2 separate regions of the Macaca mulatta genome follow, and region 2 is linked to region 1. The links are chromatin contacts, called in public Hi-C maps. All regions are on one chromosome and are shown on one strand. Each heading gives the region's core, a stretch centred on a gene start, on an enhancer-like site or on the middle of the called end of the contact. The rest is flanking DNA. Distances are from core to core; before and after follow the strand shown. Region 1 holds the start of PDCD6 (programmed cell death 6). Region 2 holds the start of EXOC3 (exocyst complex component 3).

Region 1 (7,201 bases), core at 2,913-5,412:
CAAAGACACAGTACAGCAAAATAAAGTAAATGTTAACCACGTTGGCTGAGGAGAAAGTGAAGAGGTCTAAGACTGTCATAAAGTTTACCTCTACTGTAAACTCTCATTACTGGCGAGCCACCAACCGGACTTTAAATTTTCTAGCAGCTAAATTGAAGAGGAAAATGTAATCAGGTAAATGGTTTATAAGACGCAAACAGAACAGAACAGCCACCACAGCTGCTGAGCACACATTGCACCTCCAGCTCCAGGGAGGAACAGGGTGGCCATCTCCTGGGGCTGCCCCGCAGCAGGCGTGTGAGCCCCAAAGCCAGCGTCCCTCGGGGTGGACAGTGACTACGGGCTTCATGGGGCCACATGCCCCCAGCACAAGCTGAGGAAATCTCCCAGGGCAATTCAAGGAACAGGGCCTCACAATGTTGCCCAGGCTGGTCTCAAACTCCTGTGCTCAAGCGATCCCCCTGCCTCGGCCTCCCAAAGTGTTGGGAGGTCAGGCGTGAGCCACTGCACCTGGCCCGGCAGGCACTTTAGAGAAGAGGGCTTTGCATCCTGAAGGGCAAGTGGGCTTCATCCTACAGAGATGAAAGGCAGAGGAAGCTCAGAACCCAAGGTAAAGGGGGGTGCCTAAGAAAAGTGACTCCATTGGGAACACAGTGAGAGGTCCCGATGCACAGCTTGGGTTAAGCCAGACACTGATTTCAAAGTATCTCAGGAATGGGGGACTCAGCAACTGTCAGGCAATTCTCTCTCTCAAGCAGGCTCCTGGTAGATATTTAGTAGCAGCTGAAACCAACATTATGTTCTGACAGATACTTGCTGATGATTAAAGAGCTATAGATGCTTTGAGGACCAGCTGAAGTGGGGCAGGACTAACACCCTCTGGTGAAAATACGGGAACCCAAACACACAAGTCAGAGCAGGAGGTGTCTGCCCCCAACCCCCAAACAATAATGCTGACCCTGGATTTAAGTGCCTAGCCCAACGTGTGAGTGTTCAGTAAGTGGAAATCATCATCACCATCATTAGGTGACGGAAAACCATTAAAGCTCTGAGCGGGCTTGTTGGCCAAGAACAGTGGTCGTGTATTAGCCACTACTAATAATCGCAGCTGACAGTCACTGAGCACTTGCTCCGTGCCAGGATCACGGGAAGCACCTCGCATGCATTTCCTCAATATTCCCTCCCAGTAACGGCGAGGACACAAAACTGGTAGAGCCAGGACTGGAATCCAGGCAGGCCCCAAAGCACTCCAGTGGAGCCTGCCAAGGTGGGCAGGCTTTCACGCTAATGAGGTCCAGTATTTGACCACCACTCCTAGGTGAGCAAGTTTAACAGAAAACCTAAAACGAAACCTAAAATCTAAAAACCTGAGCAAACGCATAAAAAGCAGGCTGTTAAAATGGATCATAAATCTTGCATCACTCACTGGAAAACCACTCAAAATAAATGTCTCCGCGACATGGCCTCTGGGGAGGGCACTCTGTGTGGCTCGTACCACCCTGGTGACAAACCACTTGAACCTGGGTGGTCATCTGATGACATTTCACAGATGATGCACAGAGCCATCTGCACCCACTGTGGTCAACATTGAGGACGTTTTAAGCTAAGATTTGCCAAATTGTAGCCTACTGGATTCCAGGTTCTCTTGACATCTTTTTCCAGTAGCCATGTCTTGCACTTCCCAAGTATAAAGGAACCGAGATGCAAATTTAAAAAAGGAGGATTTAAGAATAATGAAAAGAGAAAAATCAAGAAAGCACAATCACTAGTGCCGATAATAGAATTTCTGAATTCCCTGAAAACAATCTATATAAATGCATGTGAAATAATACACCAGCATCTGTGGCCCACACGTCACGTATCAGGAACTGATGTCAGAATATAAGGTAAACATGTTACTGTGAAAACACAAATCCTCACAAATCATTAGGCAGTAAGGCTGAATGAAGCATCCCCCCAGGCACAGCGCAGTGAGGCAGTGTCCAGCAGCCGTAGTGCTCCCCGCGCCCCAGTCCAGTCTCTGGCAACATCAGGTACTTCCCACTAATAACGAGGAGCCTTTTAACATTTTCACAACATCTCAAAACCGACCCCTTTTCTAGCTTAAATGGCACGGATCTGGAAAGGGAAACTATACACAGAATCGGAAAAGATGACTGCCCCTGAGGGATTACAGAAAAAGCTGCAGTCAGGTGTTCAATGAAGTAAAATGTGTCCAATGATACCGCAGGGGACGGGGATCAATTGAGCTGAAACTGGCAAGAACTAACTGCAGGGAGCTCACAACACCCAAGGACCCGGATTTCCCGCCGCCTGAACGTCCAGTATTCGCACACTGATAAGAACACCTCCCCATAATTCCCCTGCCAGCGCCTCCAACACCCCCAATCCTTTCCCCAGGAATGCAGTCCCCGTGTTTGCGGCTCCTGTAACAGCCACTTCCCCACACAAGTGCTGCCTGAGCTCCCCAAGCCCTCCAACCACCACCCCCCAAGGCCCTCGAAGGTCTATTCAGAGAAGTCACCAAGATGCAGTCACCGAGGAAATTCAAGGACCTCCAACTTACCAAAAGGCTTCCGGCTGTACAGAGCTAAGCTTCCTATTCCCCTCCTAAACCTACAACCTAGTTTTCATTTCACAAGAAGCCTTTCCCTGTGCTCATGCACGCAGTTGTCAGCCGGCTTGGTGAGGCACTCCAAATAACAGCGGCAGCCACAACAGAAACCAGAAGCATCTCCACCATGAAGCAGTAATAATAGTTTGTCCTAATGATCCCTTTGTCCTTGGAAAATGAACTTCAGAAAGAAAGTTATCCACTGCGAGCAGAGCAGGCTTCTGGGTCCGGACCCAGGTCCCACGGGCCCACTCAGCGGCTTCTGGGTCCGGACCCAGGTCCCACGGGCCCACTCAGCGGCTTCTGGGTCCGGACCCAGGTCCCACGGGCCCACTCAGCGGCTTCTGGGTCCCGACCCAGGTCCCACGGGCCCACTCACCGTTGGAGAGAGCTTGCTGAAGCTCGGTGTCCGATATCACTCCACTCCTGTCTTTATCAACCCTACAACATCAAGAAGACCAAGTAAGCTGGCGATCCAAAGTTCAGGAAAAGCAAAACAAACGTCTCCTGTCAACCCTGCACTGACTCTGGAAGGCTCGGAGCCTCCTGGAACCTCCGCCTCCCCCATCCCGCTGAGGAGGACACGGGAATCAAGGAAGTGCCGCAGGAGCCCACGTCCAAGCGGGGTCTTCCCCTAAGAGGCCAATCATCTTTCTCTCTCAATCTTTCCCTTCCTTCCTCTCCTGGCCTGTCTGAATTCACATTTGCACCAGTTTCCCTTTTTCACAAACAAGATTCCCTCAGATAACTAAGGCATTCCCTGGCCATGAGTCACTGCAGTTTCGGTCATTCATTCCGTGGAAAAGCGACCGGGACAGAAGGCGACGCCGGAAAGGTCACCTGCCCCGAGCAGACGCCAGGTCGCTGCTGCTTCCTCGGCTGCTGACACTTAACAGCGCCCAGACATTCTGTCTCTGCTTTCCCCGAACAAGCACCCCTGGAGACCCTCCGCCCGGCGGCTCCTGAGGCGAGAAAAAGGGCCTAGCCCGGGAGCCGGTGGCCGCGACCTCGGGTCTGCAGCGGCTACTCTGCACCTCTGGAAGGGCCCAACGCACAGGGCAGGGACCGGGCAGGAGGCGGGGGCGGCCGCGGGAGACCCACAGGGGACGGGGACGGCCGCAGGGGACCCACAGGGGACCGGGGAGACCGCAGGGGACCCGGCAGGGGACGGGTGCGGCCGCAGGGGTCGGGGCAGGGGACGGGGGAGGCCGCGGCGGTCGGGGCAGGGGACCGGGGAGGCCGCGGAGGACCCGACAGGGGACAGAGGAGGCCGCGGGGGAACCGGCAGTGAACCGGGTCCGCGGCGGTGGGGGCAGGAGTCGGGGGCGGCCGCAGCGGAGGCGGGAGGTGCTGGGACGGTGCCAGGCCGCACCTCTGGAAGACGTTCCACAGAAAGCTCTGGTCCGGCAGCGCCGCGCCCGCAGCAGGCCCTGGGCCGGCCCCGGGGCCGGGGCGGTAGGAGTAGGCGGCCATGGGCCAAGGCGCGCGGCTGGGCTGAGGCGTCTACTGAGACGTGAGACCTCTCAGGGCGACTCCGCTTCCGGCTCTGCCGGGGGCAGGGCCTGGCGTTACCTCCACTTCCGGGGGCGCAGGAAATGCGTAGTCTCCGGGATGGTCACGGGGTCCCGCGCGGCCAATCCCCTCGCAGCTCAGTTACCAAGCAACGCCCTGGCGCCTGCGGGGCCTGTGCGGTCCGGGGCGTCTGGAGAAAGCCAGAGCTCTGGAGCAGGCAGCCGGCTACCGGTGCTGGGAAGGCGCTTGGAGAAAATGTCCGGCTCTGCGACCCGGGACGGGAAGTGATGGAGTAGGGAGTTAGTTAGCCTTTCAGTTCATGTATAAAAAGAAGTTTTGACGTGAATGTGATTCAGGCTAACAGTCGGAAACTCTGGGCGGGGCGCGGTAGCTCACGCCTGTGATCCCTGCGCTTTGGGAGGCGGAGGCGGGCGGAGCTCCTGAGCCCACCAGTTCGGACCAGCCTGGGCAGCGTGGCCAGACTCCATCCCTACAAAAATTGCAGAAAATAGTCGGGCGTGGTGGCGGGCCCCTGTGGTCCCATCTACTCCATGGGCAGAGGCGGGAGGATCGCCTGAGCCCGGGAAGTCGAGGCCGCAGGGAGCCGAGATCACTGCACTCCAGCCCGGTGGACAGCCAGACTCTGCCAAAAAAAAAAAAAAAAAAAAAAAAAGCAGGCCGTGCGCAGTGTCTGACGCCTGTAATCCCAGGACTTTGGGAGGTCGAGGCCGGTGGATCACCTGAAGTCGGGAGTTCGAGACCAGCCTGACCAATATGGAGAAACCCCGTATCTACTAAATATACAAAATTAGCCGGGGGTGGTGGCGCACGCCTATTCCCAGCTATTCGGGAGGCTGAGGCAGGAGAACTGCTTGAAGCCGGGAGGCGGAGGTTGCAGTGAGCGGAGATCAGGCCGTTGCACTCCAGGCCTGGGCAACAAGAGCGAAACTCCTTTAGGTTTAACCTGCGCCCCCGCGCTCTGCCTCAGCGCCGCCCCCGACGCCGTGCAGCTGGCAACACTGGGCGCCTCCCTGCCCGGTCCCTTCCCGCCCCTTGGTGGTGGTGCAGCCCTGTCTCCCCCGAGACAGCACTGCCTCCGTGCTGGACACGGTTCTGCGGTGGAGCCTGGAGTGCCTGTAGCACCAATCCCCGGAATTGGGAAGTGCCCAGCTTTGGGCCACTATGATCCCTGGATCTTTGCCGCCTTCCACCCCAGTCCTGTGTCCTGTGTCCTATGTCCTGTGCCCTGGTTCAGGATACTACAATTATTCTCATTATTTCGTGGGGTTTTTCCAGCTTTTCAGGTTCTTCAGTGCCTCATTCCACTAATGCTCTTTTCATCCTTGTAGCTCCAAGTGTTGTCTCTGAATTTTCACTAATTTGCCTGCCAAGATGTTGAATGGACCCAGAGCCAACGACGTGGTCTTTTATCAGTGGCACCTGAGACTTTCTTCCCTGTGGACGCAAATCCATTATTCAGCACTCTAGGCACAGCTATAGATCTGATCAGCTATCCATTCTCCAAACTATCTCATCCTCTGTCCCATTTTTCTGTCTCTCTTGTCCACAAGGCATATACCTGAGAGTTTTCAAATTCCTCAAAGAAATTTAGGTATTTTGTGGCTTTGGCATTCACTTAATGTGTTAATCTACAAACCTCTTCTACAATGTGGATTTTTTTTTTCATGATGTAGTAAATTCAAGTGGTTTCTAGTGTTCTCTTCATAAAGTTGTAAACCAAACATAAAATTCTAAGGCCCCACCCATCTGAATGGACCCCTTCTCTGAGCCAGGGCACTCCAAATTAACCTGAAAACCATGAAGCGGGGGTGGGACATGGCTGACTATGCCCTCCCCCCTTTTGGAATTCAGGGGACGCCTGCTACCCCAAGGCTTCATCTGCTGATAAAACTTTGGTCTCCACAACCTCTTATAACCCAGACATTCCTTTCTGTTGGTAATAACTCTCAACTAATTGCCAATCAGAACATTTTTAAATCTACCTATAACCCAGAAGCCCCTACTTCAAGTCGTCCTGCCTTTCTGGGCTGAACCAAGGTATATCTTAAATAGATTTGATTGATGTCTCATGACCTTCTAAAATGCGTAAAACCAAGTTGCACCCCAACCACCTCCTGAGGGCTGTGTCATGGGCGTGGCCACTCTATTTGGCTCAGAATAAATCTCTGCAAGTATTCACAGAGTTTCAGTCTTTTCATTGACAAAGTATTCATATCACTTGTTGAAGAATCCTTTCTAGAAACTTCCACAGTTCTTTGATCTGTAGTTTCTGAAGTCCATCTTTATTCTCCTTCCCATCACTGGCTCCTGTTTTGTTCTCCAGAACTCTGAAAATACTAACAACTATGATTTTGTGACCCAATCTGGAAGTTCCTCTTACAGGGAAACCTCAGCAAGAAACAGCTCAGCGCTGGACGCAGTGGCTCACGTCTATAATCCCAGCACTTTGGGAGGCTTAGGTGGGAGGATCGTGTGAGGCCAGAACTTTAAGACTAGCTTGGGCTATTTTCAATTTTTAAAAAGTGGGGAGCATCTCAGTGACCGCAGCAGGCCTCAGCCTCCATATCCCAACAGTGAGTTGGGCTGTACTGACTGTTGGCCGAGTCTCCAACCTGGAGTACCACAGCCATCATCACCCATGGCACCCAGGAGTGTTCCCTGATGCTTTCCCTTAGTTCTAGGGGCAGAAAATGCCTTCATTCAAGAGAGGACACACTTAATGAATGCAACCAGCTAGAATCCACTCTAACATTTAAATATGTGACTTTGTTTAATCCTCACCATGCCAAGGCACCACATCCACATTTTACTGAAGAGAAAATTATAGTTCTGAGAAGGTAACTTGCCTAAAGCCAAGCATGCAGTAAGAGGAGATTCAAGCCCAGATCCTTTTGTGCTTTTTCATCTCAGTAGCAGCAGGGCTGACTCTTGAAAGGGAAGTTAATTACTATGAATTTAAGGTTTAAAGAAAAAACACCCTGGCCTGCGCGGTGGCTTACGCCTGTAACCCCAGCACTTTGGGAGGCCGAGGCAGGCAGATCACAAGGTCAGGAG
Region 2 (7,020 bases), core at 3,544-6,043, 170 kb before region 1:
CAGTGAGTCATGCAGAGACAGGTGTGAGCATGGCAAGTGCCTTGAGCATCTGCCTGGTACCTGAGAAGATGTTCTTGAGGTTCTCCACGGCTGCGGCGAGCTGGCTGTGCTGCACCACGGCATCTTTGACATCCTTGAGGCTCTCGATGGTGTTGATGCTCTGCCTCCAGTCCTTGCTGACGTCCGCCAGTGACTGCTGGATGTCTTTGACGTCATTCAGGGCGTTGTGGAGCTGGCTGAGACCTGTGCGCACCCCGTCCAGCTGTGACTGGATGGCGGCCTGAGGAGAGACGCCACACGGGTGAGAAGAGCCAGTGACAGCCATGTGCTGCCTCCTGAAGAACAAATCTTCCCCGGAAGGGTCAAGTTCAGGAAAGAGCCACTGAGTAGCAGGAAATAGTCAATACCCAGAAAAGAGAATAAAATTAACAAGGATTTAATTGATTCACAATGTAACTTTTTGTTTCACTGCTGCCTGGGAACAGAAAAATGATGCATTTTAAAGCTTTGATGAGAAAACGTCAGGACACTCCTCATCTAGCCTCACACCTGGTGACACCGGACACCACCACGGGTCTGCCCTGCGCCGTGGCCTGCTATGGTACCCTCAGAAGGATGTCACCCATGTTCTCCCCAGGCACCCTAGTTTCCCAAGAGGTCTCATCTAGGCAGAGAGAACGGTCAGGACTTCACTGGCTTGGGGTGGGGGGTTCCTGCTGTTCAGCCAGGACCATACTTGGCCTCAGGACAGCTGACCCACAGGAAAGAATCGGCACCCGAGCTTCAGATCCACTCTGTGTTAAAGGTGAGTTAAAACAATCTGAACAAAATGCCCTCCAGTGGTGCTCTGTAGAAGAGCTTTAAATAAGACTAATTCTCATTCCTCTGGTGTTGTTTAAAAACTTAATAGTCTTACAGTGAGCTGCGATCCGGCCACTGCACTCCAGCCTGGGCGATAGAGCGAGACTCTGTCTCAAAAAAAAAAAACAAAAAACTTAATAGTCACTTTCACGGTGTTGTTTTTGTTGTTGTTTCTGGGTTGGTTTTTTTTTTTTTTTTTTTTTGAGACGGAGTCTCACTCTGTTGCCCAGGCTGGAGTGCAATGACACAATCTCGGCTCACCACAACCTGTGCCTCCTGGGTTCAAGCGATTCTCCTGCCTCAGCCTCCCAAGTAGCTGGGATTATAGGCACCCGCCATCATGCCTGGCTAATTTTTGTATTTTCGTAGAGACAGGGTTTCACCATGTTGACCAGGCTGGTCTTGAACTCCTGACCTCAGGTGATCCGCCCACCTCGGCCTCCCAAAGTGCTGGTATTACAGGCATGAGCCACCGTGCCCGGCCTCAGGGTGTTTAAAAGGTTGTTCCTTTGCTGTTTTCACCATTCCCACTGTCTTCTAAGCAAAGCTACTGATTGGTAATGCACTGCTGAAAGTAACTAACTGCTCAAGAAAGTCCAGCTCTGCCTCCTTGCACATCACCACAAAGGCTAGTTTAGCAAAATCAGCATGGTGATGTCAAGCAGGAACCTGAAGCCCAAGACAGATGGCTCTGTGCTGCCTGGGAGTGGAGCAGGTGGCCTCACCTTCAATCTAGCCTCCACGGAGGCCTTCTTCCGTGCTTCTCTCCTGCGATACTGCTCCACCTTGTCCAGCTGGTCCGGGCGTTGGAGCATCCCAGCCACCCTTTGCACTGCTGTCGCAACGGCCTCCCGGTCTGTCTCCTTCATGGTCAAAAAGCAGGTGGAATCCTCACAGTGTTCATGCTAGAGGTATTCTGTGTGAACTGCAGGGGTTGTTAGGTTGTTAGAAATGGTAGGTATAAAACCTCCCCCCAAACAATCAGATGATCACAATGGAGCTACAAGGAGAGCGTCTGAGATCATTAATCCAGGAAACCTCAAAGAAAGCTGAACTAGGATGAGGAACTCCTTGATAAGATAAACAAACCTTCGTAACACAAACCTGGGGAAGTTAAACCTTTAAGGGGAGAGCAGGTGCGTTTCATAGGCATGAGAGACATGGACATTTGGAAGATTCTAGATGTGGGTCCCAAACCACCCACCATGTAGATGTCAGTCTCCAAGGCACATCTCTCCCCAAGATAGGGCTGGTTTCTCATTTCGGGAGCCTTCCCCCAGCACCTTGGCCAGGCCTGTGGGCAGCTGTACCAGGACCCTCAGTGAAGACAAATGCAGCACAGACATCTCCCCCAAATAGGTACCACAGCTGGAGGCCCAGCACAAGCCCCACAATTCCCTATAAAAGTTACTATTGTCAGCCGGGCCCGGTGGCTCACGCCTGTAATCCCAGCACTTTGGGAGGCTGACGTGGGTAGATCACCAGGTCAGGAGATTGAGACCATCCTGGCTAACACAGCGAAACCTTGTATCTACTAAAAATACAAAAAAAAATTAGCCGGGCATGGTGGCGCCTGCCTGTAGTCCCAGCTACTCAAGAGGCTGAGGCAGGAGAATGGTATGAACCCAGGAGGTGGAGCTTGCAGTGAGCTGAGATTGCGTCACTGCACTCCAGCCTGGGCAACAAAGCAAGACTCTGTCTCAAAAAACAAAAAAAACAAACAAACAGCAACAAAAAAACTCATTACTGTCTTGGGTATCCAAAACCCCATTTCCCCCTTTTTTAACTGCCATAGAAAACATTGCGCTTCCCTCCTTTATGCAGGTCCGATGCAGACCACAGGTGCTCAGATGGCAGGCAAGCCTGCCTTCCATGCTCCCTCCACCATCGTCCTCCTCGGGGAGCTAAGACAGCTGCTTGGTGAGCATCTGGTCAATGCGGGAATCTGATACACCTGTTCCCCTTGATTTCAGCTGTTCGATTTTCATCTTCATGAATATTAACAAGATTCGCCTTCTCCTGGAATTTTTCATTCTCCGTGCCCACATGCTTTCAGACCCCTCTCTTCTCCTTTTTCATCTGGACCTACATTGCAACCTTTCCTTTCTCTTTATTTTCTGATTACGAAATTAGGCATACAATGTACAAAATCTGGACAGGACAAAAATACAAAGTCCCAACACCCAGGGGCAACTCCCCTTAAATCCCCACACTCAGGCAACTCTCCTTAAATCCCGACACTCAAGGGCAACTCCCCTTCAATCCCGACACTCAGGCAACTCCCCTTAAATCCCAACACTCAAGGGCGACTCCCCTTAAATCCCGACACTCAAGGGCGACTCCCCTTAAATCCCAATACTCAAGGGCAACTCCCCTTAAATCCCGACACTCGGGCAACTCCCCTTAAATCCCGACACTCGGGCAACTCCCCTTAAATCCCGACACTCAGGGCGACTCCCCTTAAATCCCGACACTCAGGCAACTCCCCTTAAATCCCAACACTCAGGCAACTCCCCTTAAATCCTGACACTTGGGCAACTCCCTCCAACAGGGCTTGTTTCCTTCCAGTTTTTTCCCTTTGAGTTTCTTTTAAAGCTAACGTTCCATTGCTTCTATGACTTCGCAGGTGCACACTTTTGTTTTCTTATTTTGTTTGGATATTATCATCAGCATTTCCATTGACATTAAAGTCTGCATGGTTTTGATTATAGGGCTGGATAACAACCCAAGAAGTGGACACCCAGCACTCTGCTGGTGCACACAGTGAGGTGACTGGACCCATCTCCAGGCTGGAGTGAAGTCTGTCATGCTGTGGGTGGAAGCCAAGGCGATGTGAGTGAAGAGCTGGGAAGCAGAAGCAGGCTCACCTTGGAGTCAGAACAAAGCTACTAATGTGGGAAAAGGGAAAACCTTAAGTTAAAAAACACAACGCAGAGGTTTTCATCCCAGCCTGAAGACTAAAGATTTTGGGTCAAGAAGCCAAAGAGGAACTCAGAAGCCACAAATAGAAACCCAGGTTCAACCCCTACCAGGGTCTTTCTGACTGCCTTTCCCTGGCGCTGGCTCTGCTGTGAGTCTCTCCACCGAGCGGGGGGGACACCCTACTGAGGGGAACATCAGCACCCAGGGGGACACCTGCGGCAGGGGGACACCTGCACCAGGGAGACACCTCTGCCGGGCGGGCACCTCCGCCGGGAGGGACACGTCACCGGGGGGATGCCTGCGTCGAGGGGAACACCTGTGCTGGGGGGCACCTCACGGAGGGGACACCTCCGCTGGAGGGACACGTGCACCTTGGAGGACACCTGCACCAGGAAAGACATTTGTGCCCGGAGGGACACTGCTCCGAGGAGGGACACCTGGTCCGAGAGGGGACACCTGCGCCAGGAAGGACAACTGCGCCTGGGGGGGCGGATACCGTCAAGGGGACACCTGTACCAGGAAGGATACTTGTGCCTGGGGGGACACCTGTGCCTGAGGGGACACCTGCACCTTGGAGGACACCTGCGCCAGGAAGGACACTTGTGCCTGGAGGGACACCTGCCCCAAGGAGGGACACCTGCTCCGAAGGGGGGACACCTGCGCCAGGAAGGACACCTGCGCCTGGTGCGGGGGAGACACCGTCAAGGAGAAACCTGCACCAGGAAGGACACTTGTGCCTGGGGGGACACATGTGCCGGGTAGGACACCTGCGCCGAGGGAACACCTGCGCCGAGGACACTCGCACGAGCGGGATACTCCACGGGACCCGGAACGGCCTCCCTACCCTCCAGGTCCCGGTCCGGCCTCCCCCTACGCGCCCCCGCGGAAGCCAGAGACAGGGAGAGCAAGGATGAAACACGGCGACCACCGCCCAGGGACCCGCGGGCCGTCCGGACCTGCCGCCGACTCACCCTCTAAGCCTACGCCGCAGCCTCAGCCACCGCCTCCGGAGTCCCGGAAGTGGACAGCGAACGGGTACTTCCGCTTCCGGCAACGGCGCCGGAAGCATGGGTCCGGCCCTCCGGGCGGGGCGGGTGCCCGTCTCTTGGCCGAGCGACTTCAGCTCGGAGACCTGCCCCGTGGCCGCTCCCCAGCAGGACATGGTAACTGCCGGGGTGGGGGTCTCCTTGCCCGTCCCAGCCCCCCCAACTCAGGCCCTCTCGCTGCCTCCGGCGACCCCCGCGTGCGCCCTTCCCCAGGGCCGGCGCAGTCTTGGAAGCCTCCGCCCAGCGTGGCTGCCTGCGTTTTCTCTCCGTTCCCTTCCCGACCTCCGGAGAGAAGACAGCCACAGAGCCGCTGTGGCTCCGTCCTCTGCTGACGCCTCATGTCTTTATGTTGGCCTTGCCGTCCGCACTGCAGTGTGGCAGGGGCGTCCCACCTTTGCCGCGGACTGAGGTGGGCGCCGAGCATTCAGTAAACGAGGAAACGAAAGCGGGGAAAGTTGGGAATCAAGCGTCTGTCTGCCTGCCACCAGCAGACTAGCGGCTTTGGGTACCCCTTGGACCCAAACACGAACTCAGCCCCTGCAGGAGCACAGTCATCGGCACCCACGTGGGAACAGTGCCCTGGGATGGGTGGCCACGGGATGTTTCTGGGGCCCCTCAGAGGCCCAGCGGCGCGGGTCTTGGAGAATGAATGTGTGTCACTGGGCCGCTGCTGCAGAGGGCCGGTCCTGAGTCGCTGCTTGGAAAAGAGGCCCACGGCCAGCGTTTGGCTTCACCAGGAGGAAAAAGCACGTGCTAAACCACCAGCATTCGGGGTTTGTCTGTTTGATAAAGGATGCACCAACTAACAAGAAAGTCCTTCATAGGTTGCAGCTGCTAGGTTGTGCCCCTGGCCCCTCCCGAAAATCGGCCACACAAAAGGAAGGGTCTGGAAGGTGGCAGAGAAGCCAGCAGAGACAAGGAAAGTGGCAGCAGCATAGGGCGGGGTCGCACAGAATGGAGATGGAGCTGTGGGAGCCCCCGCTGCCACTCCCACAAGGAGCCCTGCCCCGTGCCCTGCTGATGCTAACACCCCGGCTCTGTTATTTCCGTTTTTCCTTGTAATTTCTGAAAATCTAGCAACAAGTTGAGCAATGAAAAAATTTTTTTAAAAAAAGTTAAAATTATGTTAGAAATTATGACTAATTTTGAAACTAATGAAGGAAAAAAAATGGCCAAAATTACCAAAGCTTTTAGGACTCTTCAAAATATAGTAACATTGAGTATTATGAACTAAAGACATACTGTTATTCAATGTCTGGTAGTGAATTTGGATGGACTGTCTAGTAACTTCTTAACATTAAAAGTCTTTCTTGGTGGGGCACGGTGGCTCACGCCTGTAATCCCAGCACTTTGGGAGGCTGAGGCGGGCGGATCACGAGGTCAGGAGATCCAGACCATCCTGGCTAACATGGTGAAACCCCGTCTCTACCAGAAATACAAGAAAAAAACTACCCGGGCATAGTGGTGGGTTCCTATAGTCCCAGCTACTCAGGAGGCTGAGGAAGGAGAATGGCGTGAACCTGGGAGGCAGAGCTTGCAGTGAGCCGAGATTGTGCCACTGCACTCCAGCCTGGGCAACAGTGTGATACTCCATCTCAAAAAAAAAAAAAAAAAAAAAAAAAGTCTTTCTTGGCTGGGCACAGTGGCTCCCACCTGTAATCCTAGCACTTTGGGAGGCTGAGAAGGGCAGATCCCTTGAGCCCAGGGGTTTGAGTCCAGCCTAGACAACGTGGTCTTTTTGGTAGAAATCCCATCTCTACCAATAAAACACAGAAATTAGCCAGGCATGGTAGTGCATGCCTGTAGTCCCAGCTTCCTGGGAGGCCAAGGCAGGAGAATGGCTTGAACCTGGGAGGCAGAGGTTGCAGTAAGCTGAGATGGCACCACTGCACTCCAGCCTGGGCGACAGAGGGAGACTCTCAAAAAAAAAAAAAAAAAAAAAAAAAAAGATGTTTCTTGACTTCTGTTTTCGGCAGACCACATTGTGCCAACACCCAGGGGCACTGCTGAGTACAAGCATCATGTTGATTGCACAAGTGGATTCACGAACAGGCAAGGACGTGACCAGGGACAAATGTGGAAAGGGGAGAGGACGTCAGAAGCAGAGATGCTTGCCATCCTAGAGCAGGCCGCTGGGTGGGTAGGGTGCGAGTCCTGCGGCCCAGGGGTTGGGTTTTACATTGAAGCAGGA

What was found. A called contact is a pair of places that touch in the nucleus more often than the background predicts.
Region 2: a contact with region 1 is called in a Hi-C map of cortical neurons, with 4 times the contacts expected there. The contact joins the promoter of EXOC3 here to the promoter of PDCD6 in region 1. A contact is called at or near these places in 2 of 14 Hi-C or Micro-C datasets (cortical neurons and fetal cortex germinal zone).

Annotation. Positions count from the first base shown.
Region 1 is chr6:1,371,346-1,378,546 of T2T-MMU8v2.0, reverse strand. It overlaps PDCD6 (programmed cell death 6), which reads right to left and starts at 4,162. Exons shown (of 6, transcript XM_078004543.1): 1 at 3,987-4,162; 2 at 2,994-3,055. The coding sequence starts at 4,087. It overlaps LOC106998625 (ubiquitin domain-containing protein TINCR-like), which reads right to left and starts at 2,882. Exons shown (of 2, transcript XM_078004545.1): 1 at 2,667-2,882; 2 at 272-565. The coding sequence starts at 2,743. The coding sequence ends at 412.
Region 2 is chr6:1,537,714-1,544,733 of T2T-MMU8v2.0, reverse strand. EXOC3 (exocyst complex component 3) reads right to left here and starts at 4,793. Exons shown (of 13, transcript NM_001260656.1): 1 at 4,755-4,793; 2 at 1,587-1,786; 3 at 61-280. The coding sequence starts at 1,730. It also overlaps the pseudogene LOC144341360.